3 separate regions of the Arachis hypogaea genome follow, and regions 1 and 3 are each linked to region 2. Evidence: chromatin contacts called from public Hi-C data. All regions are on one chromosome and are shown on one strand. Each heading gives the region's core, a stretch centred on a gene start, on an enhancer-like site or on the middle of the called end of the contact. The rest is flanking DNA. Distances are from core to core; before and after follow the strand shown. Region 1 holds the start of LOC112743571 (probable WRKY transcription factor 49). Region 2 holds the start of LOC112743567 (histidine biosynthesis bifunctional protein hisIE, chloroplastic). Region 3 holds the start of LOC112743566 (laccase-2).

Region 1 (3,867 bases), core at 244-2,743, 210 kb before region 2:
TAATAATTTACTATCTATAATATTAACTAAAATTGACTATTATAGTGTTAATTATTTCTCTAGTATTATTTAGAATATAAATCTTTATCTTTTTGAATAATACATATAGAAAAATATAGAAAAAAGATATATACAAAAATAATACATATAACATTCCTCCTCCATATCAAATAATATACCATTCACTATTGATTTGAATGTTTAAGGTGTTGTTGCAAACAATTGTAATGGTTAATTGTGTAACAAAAGTTACCAAATTATATATATATATATATATATATCCTAATAGTAAATCTGACTATAACTAACATGCTTTCTGGCACTGGCAATGTATATCGTGTTCAATTTTTTGTTGGAGTAGCTTATGAAATGAGCTTTGCAAGAGATGGAAATTGGAAATTGGAATAACTAGTTCTGTTTCAACAAAGAATTTTAAGAATGCATAAATTCTGTGCAATGTGTTAAGTTAAACAGAGGAACCCAAATGTGAATGAAATTATGCTAGGTAATCAATGACTTTTTTGAACAACATAAATAACGGGCTTTAAAATTGGTTCTGAAGTAAAATATACTACACTCTAACTTACTCACCTAAATTTTAGTGTTAGAATAACTATTTGCACACCTAGTGAATTGAACATCCGATATATTCATTGTTCATATTATTTAATATTTTTATTATCTACCTATACTTTTCCACGTGAATAATGCTCATTTTTGGTGTATCACAAAAAAAATCAAATAAATACGTAGAAGAAAGAATCAGTATTACCTAGGATTTGGGCTATTCTTAATAGATTTTTGACCATACTTCCTCCACTTATATCCATCATCACCCATCCCATTGCCAAAGCACTTGAATTTGAGCGTATACTTGTTCTCAATTTTACTCAAACCCCTTTCCAATATGGAAACCCTGAAACAACATATTCATAAAAAATTGGAGTCCAATTCACAAAGTTAACACTACATTAGTTCTATTGATGAATACAAATTAAATATACCTTGCTGATGAGAGGTGTTCCAAATGCTGATCGCTTGGGTGGTTGTCACTATTATTGATCACTGACAAAGCATTTTCAAAGTCTGAGATTGTAGGACCTGAGTAAATGTTGGATATGAACCTGTTAATGGCGTGGTCATAATCATCACCGTCACCATCATCGGTATTTGAAAAATAAGAAGGCGGCGGCCTTATTATTGAGTTGTAGTGGTCCGAAGGCGGAAGAAGAAGAGGAGTGGCATCATCTAAAAGCTCTTTAACAAGGTCATCATCCTCTGACCCTTCTGAACAAGAAGAATTGGAATTAGAATTAGAAGACATTAGTATGACTTCCTCCTCCTCCATCATCATCGTCATCAATGCATTTGTTGTTGACTCAACCATTTATTATTTATTAGGAATTTGGACTTTGGAAACTAAGAAGAGGAGGGTATGAATAATGAAGAAAGAGAAAGAAGGATAGGAAATTTAAGAGTGGAGCAGATGAGGCAGGTTGTTGTGACGTATAATCCCCCTATTTGACTTTAAAGTAAGGGGAGGTGTTGTGGCTGTTTTTTGTATGTATTCTACTTTGACTTCCTTGGACAATATTTCTAATCAATTTCCAAATGCTGTCACCATCATATTTTTCATCATGGGGCCATTTCTTTCTTTGTTTTTTTTTTAAAGAAAAGTTACAAATACCTTTTTTATTGGAGCATTTTAAACTAGTGTTGAAGATTTTACTCACAAAGAATAAACACTTATCTTAAATATATTAGGTTTAACACTCAACAATTATATTTTGATTAAATTTCCTTTAACATAAAATATACATGATTCGATATGAATTATTCGAACCCTACAAATCATTAATTTTAATTAAACTTGGCCAAATCAATAGGTCAAATTAATTTTTAAAGTGATCCTTAAAATTAGTTATATATATTAAAATAATTTTTAAAATTTTAATAATACTAATTATGTCTTTGAAATTGATAAAAATAAATCACATTAGTTTCTAATAGAATGATTAGTCACTCGATAACAAAAGATAAAGATACTAACATAAAATATTTTTATCAATTTTAAAAATATAATTGATACAATAATTAAATTTCAAAAACTGTTTTGATATATATGCAGCCTATTTAATGGCAAAAATATTATTTGTACACTAAAATTAACTATTAAAATCAGTCATCAATGTATTTATGTATAAATACATAATTTAATTTATTTTTAATATATATTTATATTCTAACATGTATTTTATATTAGTGACTGAGTTTAGTACATAAATAATATAATCCATTTAATGGAGCACTCTAAGAACTTAACTAAGGTGGTTTTGTTGCGAGCTTGGTCTGGCTAATGACTCGACTTGGTTGATTCACCAAATTATTGGATCTTTTTTTATGACTGATTAGATCAAAACGAGTTTAATAAAAATTACAATTTATAGGGATTACGTACATTTATCATAATTATTAGAATTTCTTAGACCTATATGGCTAAAAACGAGGCCATGTCAACCGTGAATATGTAACATTGTAATTTACTAGATGGAATCCAAGCATTGAATATTTGAATTTCATCAGTGCCCTTTATTTTGGTTTCTCGTTTCATGATTTCTTGTAGTGTCTCTTTTTCACCTCTTTAATAATTTACTTATAGTTACAGGTAACTTGGTCTATTATATGGCTGTGCTTTTAGATTATTTTTGGGAATTGAAATGATGGAGTCCATACAAACAAGATATCCTGCTGTGCCCTCGTTTTGGATGTGGGTTTGACTTTTTTTTTTTAAGAAAAACAAAAAAAAAATAATCTATGGTACTGTTATGTGCAGGCTGTGTTTTCATTTAAATGTTTATTTGTCCTGTTATATGATGGGATAGATGCATCACAATGGACAAAGAGCTAGTTGACAACCCAATTTCAACCCAAGGCAAGAGTCAACCTTAAAGATTTATTAGTCATATACCTTCAAAATATTTCGGTGATTATTTTTTAAGATGCTATTTGACTCCTGTAGTCCTGTGACTAACTTTCAATTCCTTCTTTTTTCAGCACAAATTAAATATTTAAATATTTAATCCGGGTAGGTGATGAGCTTGCATTATTTAATTTGCTGTTATAGATGAATTGGTAGGTTACATTTTTTTTTCTTTTTGGAGTATAAAGTGGTAGGTTACTTACTAAAGTAAAGATTCCCCTATGGATAAAGTAATAAGATTAATTAGGATAGTTATTATTGGAGTATAGGTTACTAGCTAGTTCATTCAAAATTCTTATATGATAATAAAGGTGAATATTAATCCCCATTTCTTGAAAAAAAAAATGCATTTTGGTTTCTAATAATTAATTTTGTGAGATTAGTTAGTCTTTTTATTAATGATTTTTTTCTAAAATATACTTATATAATTCGTTAATCATTAATATATTTTTTATTTAATTTTTATAAGTCAAAATAATTTAAAAATTACTAATATTTTTTTGTTTTATACTGTAAATTTCGACAATGCATTTGAAAAAAGTAACAAAAAATAAAAAAAGATTAATAATTATCCTTAAAAGACGACGAGACTACCAAAACAAAAAAAAAGTTGTCAATCTTAGTTGATTCTTAACGAATAAATCAACAGTTTAACATGTTATTTATGCTTATTCCATTAATATTTAATATAGAGAAAAATATTAACAAAAAAACTAACCCATCTCACAAAAATAAAATTTAAAGGCCGAAAAAAATAATTTTGTTTAGTGTTTTTCCTCTAATAATAATTAGAATTTTTTTTCATGTAAAATCATTTTAAATGAGAAATTTTATTCAAATTAAAAACTAAATACCATACATTATATTATTTAGTGGAGCCCTTACGC
Region 2 (3,952 bases), core at 1,007-3,506:
GTCTCTGCGATCGCTCTATTCCTTTGCGTTGTCGTGCCTCTCTGCTTTGTGTCTCTCTCTCACTAGTCACTACAATCCTATAAGGTATTATAATTGATAATTAGGAATTTAGAATAAATTTATTATTAATATAGAATTTACAATGCTAATGTTACTTGTTAGGTTAAATTATTTCACACTTAAAAGTTAAAACTATTTGATATAATACATATGTATTTAATGGTGGATATTTCAATAAAAATTTTATAGTTATCTTTGTAAAGATATTTTATTTTAATTATTGAATGAGAGATTTTAGAATTTAATTTTTATACACTATAAAAATACTATTTTTATTTAAAGTGTCATAAAACTAAGGTTTTAAGAATCGGATTAATTATTGAACCGTTCTAGTTATTGGTTTATTGGTCCAATCGATCTAATCGATGGTTCAACCGGAAAAACTGTTTCAGAATAAAATAATAAATAAATTATAAATAAACATCCTAAAATATAATTATAATCTAATATAAATCTTAAAATATTTTCGAAATTTAAAACACTACATAAAATATCATCAACCAAATCCATATGATCTTATCAAAATACAAAATTAAAAATTAAATAGTAAAAAACATATCTAAATATTAAATTCTAACATCATGATTTATCAATCATCAAAATTCGCAAGAACTTGTTGCAAATTTGCTTCGGTAGATTAGGATTAGGATTAGCAGCATCATTCGAAATAGGAGGATTGACAGGCAAGTTATTATTCACAGATGTATTATTATCAGCAGTTGCTTCTTGATTAATACTATTATCCATAACTGAAATTAATAAAAGTTTTATTAATTAAAACAAAATTAAAGACCAGCCACAACACAATGAAAAATAAAAAAATTATCAACATGACCATATCTATATTCTGCCACCAACATTCAGCAACAAATAAAACTAGCAAAACCAGCAATAATTAGGAGCCAACAACTACAAATCAAAGCAAAACAAGCAACTACAAAACAAAGAAGTATCCATAACCAGATACGAAATTAAAGACCAGCCACAGGCCCATAGCACATTGAAAAATCAAAAAATTATCAACATGACCATATCTAAATTCTGCCCCCCAACATTCAGCAACAAACAAAGCCAGCAAAACCAGCAATAATTAGGAGCCAGCAACTACAAATCAAAGCAAAACCAGCAACTACAAATCAAAGCCATTAGCAAATGTGAACAAAAAAATTAGGAGCCATCAGCAACCAGTAAACCAGTAAAAGTGTAAAACACTAGCCAACGAGCAATTAGAAAACACTAAACAGAGTAACAATAAATTTGAAAACAGAAAAAATACTAAAACAGAGAAAACACTAAAACACTAACCTGGGTAATTAGTTAATTACCGATCCATCAACAAATACATTCAGAACCAAACTTTAAACCAAGACCGAAGAAGAAGAATTGAAGAAAAATGCAACAAAATTGAAGAAGAAGGCTGAAGAAGAAGATCGAAGAACAACAACTTCAGAGCTTCAAAGTTCAAACCAAGAACAAGACTAAACATTCAGTGAAGAACTGAAGATGAAGACGAGAAGCCACTAACTTGGGTTCCGTGCCGAGAAGCCGACGAAGATGAAGACGACGTGCCGATCTACTGGGTTCCGGACACGGAGAAGAGGAAGAAGCGGCGACGCTGAGGACCTGGGGACGGCGGCCGCGCTGAGGATCCGGGAATGGCAACGACAATGAAGGGCTAGGGTTTTTGATTTTTCCTTTCTTCATAGTTCTCCAATAGTGACAAATGTTGGGAAAAGAAGAGGGGGGGTTGGGTCTCGAATGCATTATGGCATTTGCTTCTATTTTTTATTTTAAATAAAAAACTGCGTCGTTTTATTCGAACCGGTTGGTTACTGGTTTGATGATTTTTGACTGGTTTTTCTACCAGCGATTTTAGACAATAGACTTGACCGTTTTTGTTATCGGTTCACGGTTAAATCGATTAAATCGATCAGTCCAGTTCGATTTTTAGAACCATGCATAAAACCAATAAGTCACTTTTTTATCTTTCATATGTAAAGATTTTTGATATTATCTATGACTTTGTTGTTGATTATTATGTTCTCTCTCTTTCTGGTCTCAGATGCTTTGTTATATAATATTTTTATGTTGAATATTCAAAATCAATCTAAATCGAATAAAATCAATCAACCAAATAAAAAAATCGAATAAATCAAACCCCTACAAAACCGGGAAAAAAATTAATTTTTTGTTCCGTTCATTTCAGTTTTCAATTCTAACATCAAATATCTGAACCAAATCGAACCGGTAGATACATTTGCCCCCACTTAACCCAAACCTTACTGGTCTAATAAGCTTCTCTCTCTCAAAGCACTCCCGCTGCGCACAAAAGGCCACAGACTCCTCTCTTCACTCATGCCGCCGAAAGCACAAACTCCTCTCTCACTCACTCCCCTCTCTCAGTCACAGTCCTCTCTGTCGTCGTCCATCGAAGCCTCACGCCGTCGAGCAGCCGCGCATGCTCCGTCGCAGTTCGTCAGCCTCCAGTCATTCTCAGCGCCTTGGTGCTTCGTTGCTCTCAGCGCCGTCGTGCTCCGTCGCAGTTCGTCAGCCTTCCAGTCGTGCAACGTCCAGCCTCTCCGCCTCCATCTAGTCTATCGCTTTCGTCGCTGCATCTACCAATGGAGCCTTATGTTTTTTTTTTTAATTCTGTTTTTAAATTCTGTTTATTTTTCATAATTTGTTGTTATGATTATGATTTTTAAATTCTGTTTTAAAATTTTTCAAGTCTTAGGTTTTTTATTTTTCAATTCTGGTTCTAAATTCTGTTTATTTGTCATAGTTTGTTGTCATAATTCCGTGTTTAATCTGATTATTTGTTACTTGCTAATTTTTGTTAGGATTATTTGTTTTTGGCTCTGATTGTTTAATTTCATTGTTCTTGTTCTCGCTGAATTTTAATCTGATTATTTGTTATGTGCTTAGTTTTTGTTATGATTTTTTGTTCTTGCCTCTGTTGTTTTAATTTGATTTTTTTTGTAGTGCTGATAATTAATTCTTGGGACTGATTATTGATTATTGTTTTTTAATCTGATTATATGGATTATTGATTCTGCACAAGATGATCTGAAAGAGGAGGCAATGAGTTCCCCCAAGTCCCTCTGAATTCACTTCATATTTTATATTCATTTGTCACAATTATGTGAACTTAATTTGTTGATTTGGGAATCTCAACATTGAGCTAACATTTTCACATCTCATTGACTGCCTTGTTCTTTTTCATTTTGTAGGCAGAGTTTTGTCTTTTTGAAGTAGTGAATTAATTCTTGCATCTGGATATTTGAAAATTTAGGTATTGATTTTTTTTTATCAGATTTATGGTTTCAGCATCTAGTGAGAAATTCAGATTTGAGTTAATCAAATAGAATTGCTTTTCCAGTACCCTAATAATAAAGGCTGTACATGGTTAAGGTTAATTAAAAACACAAACCTGTTTTTGGTTAATTAAATATTTGGTTTAGGTTAATTACCCAAACTGGTTTTACATGATAAAATTGGTGTTTAACTAGTTAGAAAATAAAAAATTTAGTTTTTAACCGGTTATAAAAATAAAAACCGATTTTAAAAAAATAAACTGGTTTTTGAAAAAAATTGCATTTTTTAACTGGAAAACCGGTTTTTGCATTGAGTAAGTTTTCCGTGTATGATTGTGTGTTTCCCGTTTTCGTGCAGGAAATGTCTTCTTGTTCCTCTTTTTCTTCTCACCTGTGTAATTAACTTCTCTCGATTCCTCTATTTTTTAATAGAATTAAAAATTTTCGGTTATTTAAAGAAATATTTATTTCAGGCCAACTTTCTATACGATAATAAAGAAGTCGGGGAGGAATTCAATCCTGATCCGTCCATAGCAACTGTGATGAACTGTGCATTTTGGGGTGTTCTACGGGCTTCC
Region 3 (3,651 bases), core at 798-3,297, 230 kb after region 2:
CGCATGGGTGTAAATTTGCAAAGCTCGCGTATGCATGAGTGTTAAAAATACATAGTCACGTACGCGAGCCACGTTTGCATACGCAAGAGGACTTAGCCAAGCCAAATGCTCACGTACGCATGAGTGATTTCGCATACACATGCATATCAGGTTTTCAAAAGCTGATATCCTGCAAAATTCATTTTTTCAACCAGTTTTCATACTTTTATATCTTTTTGTACAAAAATTATTTTCAACCATTCTTGAACCATTGAAAATATTATTAAATAAATTTCATAAAAATTTACTTTCATTGAATTTTCAGCTCCGAGGACCAAGTTATGATCTGCCAAAATTGGTCGAAAATTAGTTTTTGACTAAAAACAGAACTTACCAATCTTTCCAAAGTTTCACAAGCCACCTCAATTTACACTCAACAAAATGATCCCCAAACCATCAAATTCAATCATTTACAGTCAATCAAGTTCGAACCTACTCAATCCATACATTGCAACTCTAAATCATCAACTTCTCATCTCAAATCCTCAATTCTGTTATTCTAACAAATCATTACCAATATCTACATACTCAATTCCATAATCACCATTTCAAGCTCATGCATCAACATTCAATACATTCATCACTTACCAAACTTATCTTTCATGGCCTTCGGCCCAAATTCACATCCTCCGGCCCAACATTCATTTATCCGATCAACTTAATAATTCAACAATTCATCAATTCATAATTTTAATCATTAATTCATACTACATTCTCATACAAGTAGTCACATCTCAATTCACAATTACCACATTTAATTTCTATCCAATCGCACAATTCAATATTATTCCTAGGGGTACCTAGCCTAGGATTTCATGTCACATTACATGATACTTAAATGAAATTTAAACCGTACCTTCATGATGACGGTTCACACCTAACACTTGGGTTTTCTTCTCAATGACACCCATGCTCCAAACAAGCGAGGTTTATCCAAAAGCTTCGCAAGCCAAAATCAAGGTCCTAATGTGTACCAAAATCACCCAACAACTCTAGTGTAACTAATTTCACACATATATCAACTTAGGATTCATAAAATTTGATAAATCACAAGGGTTTAGTGAATTCTTACCTTATCTACTGGAAAATTGGGATGGAACTCACTAATAGCTCATACTAAAGCACTCCTAAACCATCAAAATCACAAAATCTCTAAAATTTTATTAATAAAACAAGAATTGTGTAAAATTGATTAATAAATGTATAATTTAAAAAAAAATAAAAATCTCTAAAATCAATTTTGTAACTTATTTTATTATTTTTTTCAAAAAATTTAAGAAAGAAAAAGAAAAAATTTTGATATTATAATTTGAAAAAAAAGTTACATCATGATAAATTAATTAATTTAACAAAATTTAGACTAGATTAAAAGTTAAAATTAACCATGATAAGTCAATTTATTTCATTTAATAATAAAAAGACATGTCATAAAGAGTAACTTACTCTTTAATTTAGAGAGTTAAATAGAATTCACCATATAATAATTATTATAGAACTTATTTAATTTATATTTTTACAATAATTATATATTTATTATTATTATTATATATATTATAATAATTATTATATATTTTTTATGATTATTAAAATTTTTTAAATATAGAATATAAAATAATTAATATTAAATTGTCATTAAAATATTTTTTAACGACTATTTTTATTCTCACTAAAATCAAAATGAACGGTATTAAGTTATTGTACAAGGACGGTGCATCCAAGTGCATCCACGTTAAGCACTTAATTAGTCTTTACACTAGAAGCAAACTTTTTATGTTATATATTGTTTTTGGAGACAAGACCGTGTATACACTCATCCAATGTTATAAGAGTCATTGTGATATCAAAAATCTTAAGTACTGGATGGCATGCACCTCAAAATTATTACTTCACATCCACTCTAAAATTCAGCTAGACCTAAAGTTATGTCTACCAGACATTACCACCACAAAACAAAAATAAATAAATAAATAACAACAAAGATCAAATTAAAGTGTCTCATTATTTTTGGAATATCCTCTCTATATATATGAAGTCGGAAGTGAACTCAGTCATCCCAACCATAAAACACATACACAAGAAATTGCATAATGGACTTTCTCCACCTCCCATCATTTGCATCTATGAGAGTTCTTGTCTTTGGTTTTTGGGTTGTAACTTTATTTTCTGAGTTTGCAGTTGGCATAACAAGGCACTATACATTCAATGTACAATATTTAACAAACTCATGCTTAGCTTCTGAAAGTTTATTAGTTCTTTCTATCAATTGCATTATTTTATTCATCACTATACCATACTAATTTTTTATGCTACCCTTTTCCATGTGAAGATTGAGTATTTGAACGTCACAAGATTGTGTCACACAAGGACTATTCTGAGTGTGAATGGGAAATTCCCAGGACAACCATTAGTGGCAAGGGAAGGTGATAGGGTGTTGGTTAAGGTGGTTAACCATGTCTCCAACAATGTAACCATTCATTGGTATGTTTGCTTTGTGTTCTCATTGTTTATTTTGAAGCCAACCCAAATTCCTGATTAATTAAAACAACAGTTGCGACTCTTCTAATATTGCTATTGTGAACTGGGATGATGCCCATTACATTATTTGTAATAATATCATAATGACTCTAACTGCCACCATTACATACATATAATTAGAGCATAAGTACAAATGCACTCATAATTATAACTCTAATTTAAAACTACACACGAGTTTAATTTTGCAGGCATGGGATTCGGCAGATAACAAGTGGTTGGGCAGATGGACCAGCATATGTGACACAGTGTCCCATACAAAGCAATCAGTCCTACACATACAATTTTACCATTACTGGCCAAAGGGGAACCCTTCTTTGGCATGCTCACATTTCATGGCTTAGAGCTACCATTTATGGACCCATCATAATCCTCCCTAAGCATAAAGACCCTTATCCGTTTGAGAAACCACATAAGGAAATCCCTATCATTTTCGGTATTATTTATATAGCATCACACCACTCATATATGTATTTTATATCTATTATTTGAAAAATCATATATTCTAACCAACTCCCTCTATTTTAAACTAAGAGTCGCTTTTATTGTTATAATACATTAAAAATTAAGGTATCTGAATTTAGAACTATTTTAAATTTATATACATTAATTTTTAAATATATCAAAAAAAGTCGAAGTGATATTTATTTAAAATGGAGGATTTTAAAATAAACGTCACTTTTTTTTATGATATATTTAAATAATTAATGTATCAAGAATTCAAGATCTAGTTAAATTTACATTAATTTTTTATTGTCGTGTAATATAATTATAGAAAAGTATGAATATCAATATACTATTTGTCAATTTATTGTTAATAATAATTAATTATTATATTTTAAACACATATATAAGGAGACATATTCAGAAAATACATTATAAAGATATTTTTATTAGACATAGCCATAAAAAAAATATTTTTATTAGACACATCTAGAAAGATACTTCCATTAAAAATAGTCATAAACAAGAGTTAACAGAAATTGGTTGAGAGAAATTGATAGAAATACGGTAGCAAAATTGTATAATTATTTTCTTTTTTTTTGTTTAAGAATATAATTATTAACTAACTGGCAAAGT

What was found. A called contact is a pair of places that touch in the nucleus more often than the background predicts.
Region 1: a contact with region 2 is called in a Hi-C map of leaf, with 1.9 times the contacts expected there. The contact joins the promoter of LOC112743571 here to the promoter of LOC112743567 in region 2. A contact is called at or near these places in 2 of 8 Hi-C or Micro-C datasets (leaf and an unstated tissue).
Region 3: a contact with region 2 is called in a Hi-C map of leaf, with 2.0 times the contacts expected there. The contact joins the promoter of LOC112743566 here to the promoter of LOC112743567 in region 2. A contact is called at or near these places in 2 of 8 Hi-C or Micro-C datasets (both in leaf).

What each region holds. Positions count from the first base shown.
Region 1 is chr14:100,270,164-100,274,030 of arahy.Tifrunner.gnm2.J5K5, reverse strand. LOC112743571 (probable WRKY transcription factor 49) reads right to left here and starts at 1,493. Exons shown (of 3, transcript XM_025792836.3): 1 at 1,005-1,493; 2 at 773-916. The coding sequence starts at 1,387.
Region 2 is chr14:100,057,162-100,061,113 of arahy.Tifrunner.gnm2.J5K5, reverse strand. LOC112743567 (histidine biosynthesis bifunctional protein hisIE, chloroplastic) reads left to right here and starts at 2,256. Exons shown (of 7, transcript XM_072214345.1): 1 at 2,256-3,352; 2 at 3,848-3,952.
Region 3 is chr14:99,827,953-99,831,603 of arahy.Tifrunner.gnm2.J5K5, reverse strand. LOC112743566 (laccase-2) reads left to right here and starts at 2,047. Exons shown (of 6, transcript XM_025792827.2): 1 at 2,047-2,243; 2 at 2,366-2,517; 3 at 2,763-3,007. The coding sequence starts at 2,127.